Linked DNA regions of Mus musculus: regions 1 and 3 are each linked to region 2. Evidence: chromatin contacts called from public Hi-C and promoter capture Hi-C data. All regions are on one chromosome and are shown on one strand. The core of a region is the stretch at or near the end of the contact, and the rest is flanking DNA. Distances in the headings are between cores, read along the strand shown.

The links. Promoter capture Hi-C pulls out the DNA fragments that hold promoters and counts their contacts. A called contact is a pair of places that touch in the nucleus more often than the background predicts.
Region 1: a contact with region 2 is called in a Hi-C map of liver, with 2.0 times the contacts expected there. The contact joins two enhancer-like sites. A contact is called at or near these places in 1 of 39 promoter capture datasets (liver), 2 of 484 Hi-C or Micro-C datasets (both in liver), 2 of 115 datasets of contacts at active chromatin or transcription factors (embryonic stem cells and pancreatic cancer cells) and 2 of 9 other capture datasets (adipose tissue and pancreatic islet).
Region 3: a contact with region 2 is called in a promoter capture Hi-C map of liver, with 2.9 times the contacts expected there. The contact joins two enhancer-like sites. A contact is called at or near these places in 7 of 39 promoter capture datasets (the HPC-7 cell line, cranial neural crest, embryonic stem cells and 3 more), 8 of 484 Hi-C or Micro-C datasets (the G1E-ER4 cell line, embryonic stem cells and liver) and 3 of 115 datasets of contacts at active chromatin or transcription factors (embryonic stem cells and pancreatic cancer cells).

What each region holds. Positions count from the first base shown.
Region 1 is chr4:118,275,044-118,277,743 of GRCm38.p6, reverse strand. Ptprf (protein tyrosine phosphatase, receptor type, F) reads left to right here. Exons shown (of 33, transcript NM_011213.2): 3 at 260-395. The coding sequence starts at 305. Among named protein-coding and RNA genes, the nearest start is that of Ptprf, 15 kb to the left of the region's middle. Within about 2 kb of position 1,368, at least 163 of the 459 cell types and tissues checked have an H3K27ac peak or open chromatin away from gene starts, as enhancers often do. A contact at or near this core is called in liver, where this site is marked.
Region 2 is chr4:118,355,656-118,358,355 of GRCm38.p6, reverse strand. No RefSeq gene overlaps it. Among named protein-coding and RNA genes, the nearest start is that of Szt2, 52 kb to the left of the region's middle. Within about 2 kb of position 1,400, at least 11 of the 459 cell types and tissues checked have an H3K27ac peak or open chromatin away from gene starts, as enhancers often do. A contact at or near this core is called in liver, where this site is marked.
Region 3 is chr4:118,228,842-118,231,541 of GRCm38.p6, reverse strand. It overlaps Ptprf (protein tyrosine phosphatase, receptor type, F), which reads left to right. Exons shown (of 33, transcript NM_011213.2): 12 at 1-56; 13 at 654-847. Among named protein-coding and RNA genes, the nearest start is that of Mir7226, 20 kb to the right of the region's middle. Within about 2 kb of position 1,336, at least 42 of the 459 cell types and tissues checked have an H3K27ac peak or open chromatin away from gene starts, as enhancers often do. A contact at or near this core is called in liver, where this site is marked.

The DNA of each region.
Region 1 (2,700 bases), core at 119-2,618, 81 kb after region 2:
GCCTCGTGTTAGTTTCTAACTAGCTTTCTTCCCCCTCCTGGCGCTTAGAGGATGCCCTGAAGGTCTCTGCACTCTTTCCATAGGATGGTTGACCTTCAGTGGTGAGGGAGTTTGGGTAGCCATTGCATGGTCCAGTGTGGGACTGCTGAACTGTCTGAATGGGCAGTGAGGGTGGGTGGGAGTGGGGTGGGGAAGAGCATGTGCAGTGGGGACTCAGGGGGACACTGGCTAATTGGCTCTGCCTTTCTCTCCATTACAGGTGGATTGTCTTAGGCTGTGGCTGGCTGTGGAGCTAGAACCCTGGATGGCTCCCGAGCCAGCCCCAGGGAGGAGGATGGTGCCCCTTGTGCCTGCTCTCGTGATGCTTGGTTTGATGGCAGGTGCTCATGGCGACAGTAAGTCTGACTCCTCATCATACAGATACATCATGTTGAAAATCGACTTAGCTCCTAGCAGGTCTCTAAAATGCAATACCGGACCAGGTCCCAGGAAGAAGAAACAGGATGACCATAGATAACCCACTAGTCCTCCTGCCCTAGAGACCTGCACTGGGAAAGCCCTCTTCTAAGGAGTACGTGCTCCTACTTCCTCTGAACATCCTGCTGAGCACCTGGGTATCCCTTAGGCTCTGCAGAGTGCTGCATGTCTAAGCGTGACCCTGTTATATAGAGCTGGGGAGCCGTGTCTTGGATTCATGTGATCTTTGTGTGACGTGCATAGGCATGTACTTTGTCCACATTGCAGATCTCTGTAGAAGGCCCCGAGCAGAAGGAAGCAGGGCACCAGACATGTCTGCAGAGCCAGGGAGGATTCAGAAGCAGTTGCCCATATCCTTCCCTGAGGCGGCCTGCAGTCCCTGGAAAATAGGGAAGGACTTGTCACTTGGCTTGCAGGAAGGAGAGAGGGGGCAGGGAATGAAACTGAGTCTGTGTGTTTGTGTGTTGGGGGGATGATTTGTCCCCTACTCCAATCCAACTCTGAACTTTGGTCTCTTCCCTGCTGCTGCCCTTCCCCCTGCCTGGCACTATAAGACTGGCCATAGCCCGCCCTGTCACCATGGTTACCACTGCTTGGTTACTGGTAGGAGGCGGAGCACAGGACAGGCTTAGCCAATCTGCAGACTGGGGGGAGGGGCAAGGTCGGAGCTGAGGTCCCTTGGGGGGAAGGGGCTATTCCCAGCCTGTCCTGAACCCAGAGGCAGTCCAGGGCCAACCCAGGGGTCAGACCCCAGGATAGCAGGCCATAGGGATCCCTCTATCCCCTCTGGGTCTCTAGACAAGAGCCTTGTCCCACCAGGGCTCTATCTAAATGGCTCATTAATAATTCAGGAGCCAGTCATAGAAGAGGGTGGCCCTGGAGCACCCCTCCCTTTGTCCTCAGAGGCTGGGCCCTGGATAAGGGAGAATGGGAGGGAGAGGGCCTTTCTCTGGAGAGTCTAGCCAGTGGAGTGCAGGGCTAGGGGTCTAGAAGAGAAGTCAGGTGGAAAGCCTTAGAAAGGGGTAGTGTGAAGGTGATCCTTAGCCCTGGCTGGGGCTGCAGAGGCAGCAGAGGGAAGTGATCTGGGGCCCAGCACCCTAGGTGTGTGACTGGCATTGACATGGTGAAGGACTGTTGTCACTCTTCTCAGATTGTCTCAGGGCCCTGACAGCAGGGGAGACATGCCACTGAGTTTTGAGAAACAGTGAGGCCTAGGAAAATAACTGCCTTCTCTATCTTCCCTCTGACCCAGCACACCCCAGCCTGCGCCCGTCCGTCCCACCATCCTGCCTGCCCCCTGGTTTTCTCTGTGACTGGCATTACTGTCCACCTGGTTACCAAGTCAAAAAGCTGGGCCTTCTGGCAGCTCCTCTCCCCCTTCCACACCCCCCTCTTCCCCCCGTGTGATCTGTCCCCAGGTTCTGTGGCCTCTAGCTTCTGAGTGTCTTTGGAATGCACTCTCTGCTCTCCCTGCCCCCTTCTGCCAAGCCTTCTTCAGCTTCTGCTTGAGTTTGAGTGTGCACCAGGGAACCTTCTGATGGTTCCCTGCCTCAGTCCCATTCCTCTGAACCCAGTCTCTAGTCTACAGTGGGAATTGGGTTGCGTCTCTTCGCTCCCCAACTGCCTGGAGAGTGAGCTTTAGTGTCTGACTCTCTGCTACCCTACCCTCCACCGGCCCCGCTGTGCTCTCTCCTTTCGGCTGCACAGAGCTCCGTGTCCAGGCATCCTTCATGCCTTCTGTTTGCACTCTCGCAGTCAGGTGTGATGACGTGGGCCTGTATCCCTAGCATTTGAGAGGTGGAAGCAGGAGGATTAAGAGTTCTAGGGGATCTTGGCTCTGTAGTAAGTTGAAGACAAGCCTGGGCTACGTGACTGTCTCCAAAAACAAACAAGGTGTGGAGGGGGTATGTTTTCCCTCCCTTTACATGACCAGAACTGACTCAACTGTCACTGCTTCCTGTAGCAGCAGTGTGGTCATGCCCTGGTCCTCTGCAGCCCTCATATGCTCTTGTGGCGCTTCGCCCTCAGTCTGTCTGCCCTGGCAGGCTGAGAGTTTAGACATTTCCAGCTCCGGGTCTAGAGGGGGTTGGTGAATAAGCGAAGGGGCAGGACAGTCCTGACCACCGTAGGAGTGGGGAGTGAGAGGAGCTGCTTTAGGGCAGAGTTCCAGGGTCTTCCTGCTGGCACCTTGGTCATTTGGTTACAGAGACCAGGCTGGGACTT
Region 2 (2,700 bases), core at 151-2,650:
TAGCTGCCCTATAGGTGCTGTGAACTGAGACTTGGGTTCTGTGGAAGAACAGGCAGTTCCAGTGGGGTTGTCTCCCGCACTCTTTAAATTCCTAATAGCAATGATATAGTGCTTTCTGAAAGGTATATTTATAAGGATCGTGTACACCTCTGATCCCAAATACTGAGGAGACTGAGACAGGGTCACTGTGGGTTTAAGGCCAGCCTGAGGAATGTAGGAAGACCTTGTCTGAGAAAAAGAAAGGAAGCTGGGTGATGGTGGCACAAGCCTTTAATCCCAGCACCTCCAAGGTAGACAGATATCTGTGATTCGAGGCCAGCCTGGTCTACAGAACTAGTTCTAGGACAGCCAAGGCTAAACAGAGGAACCCTCTTTCAGAAACCCAAACCAACCAAACAAGAAAAGAAAAGAAAAAGAAGTTTTATGAGGCTGAGCTCTACCCTCGAGTTTTAGCGCTCAGCCATTAACTAACTATTCACAGGTCATTGCTATCATAATGAAGCCAGTCTACTTGCTGAGCGCTGCAGATGCCCCCAGCCAGCTTCCACTGCTCTGCTCAGCTCCAGCTCAGGACATCCAGCTCAGGACCAGGCTCATCCCATCCTCAAGCCTCGAGCTTAGAGGTTCCACCCCTGCGGCTCAGCCTCAGACCCACCAGCTCACTGGTGCATCACCTGATTTCTTGCCCGTTTGCCGTTGAATTTTCTCTTGGACCTTTGGCTTGTTTGGCACATGTCTCTCGGCTAGAGTCCGATCAGGTTGTGGCCTCTTAACTAAGTTTAGCTTGTTAATCAATCAGCAGGTTTACAATCCAGAGTGACACCCAAGGGAAGACATCTTTATTAGCTCTTTGCTGTAAATCTCACTTGTACCAAGGTAATTGTAATTAAATCCTAGTCGCATCTCCACCTCCTGAGTTCTGAATCAGGAACTAAATGTTCTAACCCACAGTGAGCCACACCCTCTCCATATTCCTTTATGGCAGCAGAGAGAGTTTTATGAACTAGGTGGACATGACTCGCAATTCCTCTTGACTCCCTTATGGCTTTCAATAAAATATGGAGCACAGTGTCCATGAAAACAATTCTCCCCCCTTTTTCCATGCTAGGATTAGAACCCAGGTCCCTGTACATGGAACACGTGATTTTTCACCAAACTACACCCCAGCCTACAAAGTATTTTCTTCATTCATAACTTGATCATCTATAGTTTCTAGCACTTTCTGTCCCAGGCATCATACTAAATTATTATGCCAAGTTTTAACTTTTGCCCAGAGAATTTGCATAGGAGTAATGTTTCATTGTGGGATCAACAACCTGGATTAGCTAATGGATGAGAGCTAAAGTTCAAGGCAGAGTCCAGAGTCTCATCTGGTCATGTGATAGCATCCATCTGTGCAGTGTTGAAACCTTCTGCAGTCCTGTGTACAACACAAGTGAACCCTCAGTGAGATCCATCTGATACATTCCAGGTCGGCAAAAATGAAAGTCCATGGCAGATAGCCGATAGGATTTAGAACAACTGGCAAGCTTCCCCAATGCCAGTGCGAACGGAAATCACTCTAACCGCTTTGGAAAACAATTTGGCATGATCTCTAAAAGCTGATACGCCCTGGATCCAGCAGTTCCTCATTCAGGTGTATTCCCTGAAGAAACATTTGCACAAGTGTGGCAGGAATAAGCCTCGTGATATTCATAACCACATAGCTTACCCAGCAAAAGGCTAACATGGGCCAAACATCCACAGACACACACGGATGAGTGGTAGTACCATTACCGTGTCCCACAGAGAGGGAAAGGCAAAGCTGGTAGCTCAGGCTCAAAATTGAGTTTCCTCTCGTACTGGAGCAAGTAAAGTTTGGCTCAAAGTGAAAACATTAAGGTGATGGTATTTAAAAATCTCAGAAACATCATTTTGAGAGAAATATGTATGGCATGGCGTGCTTCCAGTTTTATTTTGTCAAAGATTTTTGTCTGATTTATATGCATGTGTCAGCAGGTAGGTGTGCACTTGAGTGTGGGTGCCTGTACTGTTAAGACTCGCTGGAACAGGACATGGATACTGGGAACGAATCTCTTCTGTGGTGGGATCCTGGGGTTGAACTTAGGTCCAGGCTTGTGCAGCAAGCCTCTTACCCACTAAGCCTTGTCACCAGCCCTGTTTCCACTTATACAAAGGCAGAGAAGCCACCACCACATGAGGAGATACAAACATCTCTGGGTTTTGTTTGGTTTCCGAGACAGGGTTTCTCTGTATAGCCCTGGCTATCCTGGAACTCACTCTGTAGACCAGGCTGGCCTCAAACTAAGAAATCTGCCTGCCTCTGCCTCCCAAGTGCTGGAATTAAAGACCTGTGCCACCACTTCCTGGCTAACATCTCTGTTTTTAAAAAATGTGAATAGCAATCACAAAGCATGATTGTGTCTGGAGGGGAGAGAAAAAGATGGTACTGGAGACCTGGGAAGTCACCGACATCCCTTCCCTTAAACTGGGTGGGGACAGCCATGTATGCTAATTATGTCTCGCTTCTTTATCGCTTACATATGTTTTGTAGGCACCAATTTTGTGTATCAGTTTCATATTTAATAAAAACAGAACTTTAAGACCTTCTGTGCGCATGCCTACCACCTGCTAGCATATTCTGTGCTAACATTTCATCATCTCAAAGCTTTGCTACAGACCCGGCTTCCTTGCACCGTT
Region 3 (2,700 bases), core at 87-2,586, 130 kb after region 2:
AGATGTGGGCCCTGGCCCTGAGAGCAGCCCGGTGCTGGTGCGCACCGATGAGGACGGTAGGCTGCAGTGGGTAACATTGTTATGAGGAGGGGTGGGGATGAGAAGCATGCCACCTGAGGCTGTCTGCCAAGCACCCAAGATCCCTCCACAGGACCTGACAGACTCATTTTCTAAATTTAGGCTTAATGGTCTAAACTCTGGGGCGATGTAGTTGGTGGGGTATCCCGTATCCAGGTCCTGGCTTCTGAGCCGTCTCCAAGATAACTGAAGCTTTAAAACCGTACAGGGCTGTGGCAGAAGCAGCAGCCCCACCTAATATGAGAGCCAGGATTGAGAAGATGAGTGCAAAAGACTCAAGTGGGCTTTGTCTGGATACTAATGAAATTTGTTACAGATGGTGTGAGCCTAGGTAGTTGAAGGTGTGGTACCTCACTTCCAGCTGTTCCCCACATCTATGTTTCCCATGAATAAGTAGCCCTGCTAGAGGGACCCATAGGGATGGCCCTCGGCAGGCAAATCAGCCAGCCAAAGAAACAACATTGGAACCTTTCCCAAGGGGGCAGGTGCAGAGTCACGGCCCTAAAGTTAGCTGTACGTGCCTAAGCCAGGCGCTGTTGCTCCATATCTGACTCTCTTCTCTGCCTGGCCCCTAGTGCCTAGCGGGCCACCACGGAAGGTAGAGGTTGAGCCTCTGAACTCCACTGCTGTGCATGTCTCCTGGAAGCTGCCCGTCCCCAACAAGCAGCACGGACAGATTCGTGGCTACCAGGTCACCTATGTGCGGTTGGAGAATGGTGAGCCCCGAGGCCAACCCATCATCCAGGATGTCATGCTGGCTGAGGCTCAGGTATGTCATTGACGGTGCTAGGTGGCAGGGTAAACAGTGACCAGTGTGTCACAGTGACCCCCTAGAGCCCAGATTTGTCCCTCCAATGCCTGCCCTCAGAGGTGGTTATGCCTTTTATGGTCATTGGAGCTGCCTTGGACTGTCTGGGCAGGAGTTATTGAGATCGGGAGGTGAGGCTCATGTTCCAGAGACTTTGTTCTTCTGTTAGGATTGTTAAGCTGTGCTAACCTAGGTCCTGCTACCCCCTCCACCCAGGTAGCAGTCTTAGTTGCCAGTGCTCACGGGGCTGCTCCCAAAGACCCCCAGGCTCCTTGCACAGCACACTGGCTTCATCCTTGTGGTTTGCAGAAAGCACATTTGCTGTGGCTTTGAGCTGAACTGCTGTCCCAGGCAATACTGTTCTTAGCATCACCTGGACTGCACAGCCAGGGGCAGACAAGACTTTTCTCCATCCTCCATGGCCTCAAGCCAGTGACTGAGGCAAAGCTCTGCAAATAATGACCTGAGTGTCACTCTGCTCTTGACCTGAGTGTTTCTCTCCAGGGCTGGACCTGCCAGCCCTTTTCTGTTGGAAGCTTCTGTCTTCCTGGGGCATCTGCCCACAGGCTTACAGTGAGGTCAGTATTCTGACCCCCACCTTGCTAGTCCATCAAGGAGCACCGAATACTGTGAGATTATATGTGTGGCCAGAATGAGCCAGCATGTAGGTGGCAGGGATTGGAGAGGAACCAAGTCTCTACCCTGGGAAAGGACTAATCAAGTATAGGAAAAACTGTGTTGTCTGTCCTTGGTCTCCCTGTCTAGAACCAGGTCCTGATGATTCTTGGGCCAGCTTCAAGTCCCAACAGAAAGATCCTAGATTCCCTCCCCAACCAAGTGGGAACCCCATATTCTGCAGGCTGTGCTGAGGGATGAACCCCCACACAGACAAACTGCTTTCATACCTTTGGCTAAGCTCCACCCTCTGAGCCAAAATTCTTTTCTACCCAGAGGGTACCCTCTTTCTTCTCCCAACCTGTCTATGCTGAAGGACCCAAGGGTGGGGGAGGTGGGTGTGTTCATCAGCCTGCATTCCTGGGGCAGGTTGAGGGCTCCTCACAAAGTCTCAGCAGACACACCCGCTCAGAAACATCCAGAGAATGACTCCATCCAGCCCCTCCCATCCTAGGAGTCTGGCGCCACAGCTGCAGCCTCTGTGGTTTCAGGAAAGTCACTTCGAGTACTTTTGTGTGCTGGTCCCCAAGAGTTTGAAGGGGGTTGGGTAATAAGACCAGGGACATTGTCCCCATATTTGTGTTCTTTACAAGGAATATGCCCAAGCAGGCTCCAGGGAGGCCACGGAAGACAAGGCCTGCCCTTGTAGCCTTCCACCCCCTGGGACTTTGTCATTCTGCTTTGGGCCAGTGGGAGACCAGATGGTGCACTTATCCAGCCTGGCCCCAGGGCCTAGGTATCCCCTGTGTGACTCTTTTCAAGGACACCCCAGCCTGCCCTTATCCACCCAATAGAACCATCTGTGCAGCCCTGGGCCCCAGTAAGATCAGAAAGAAGCATGTGGTGTGTATCCCCACCAGATGTGCATAGCCCAGCCTGCCTCCCCTGTGCTCCCTCTAGATGAGACTCGCCACCCTCCGCCCCCTTTTTGTCCCTTCCTTTTGTCTTTTCTCTCACTGTAGGAGTTTAGTCTAGCTACTCTCCATCCCCTTTTCCTTCTCTCCTCTCCCTACTCCTCTTACAGCCTCTTCCTTTCCCACCTACCCCTCTGTCTTTTTCCTCTCACTACCTGACATAGGAGGGGCTACCTGCGATAGCTTCACACCAGGGCTCCCCTCAAGTAAGGAATCCTAACTAGA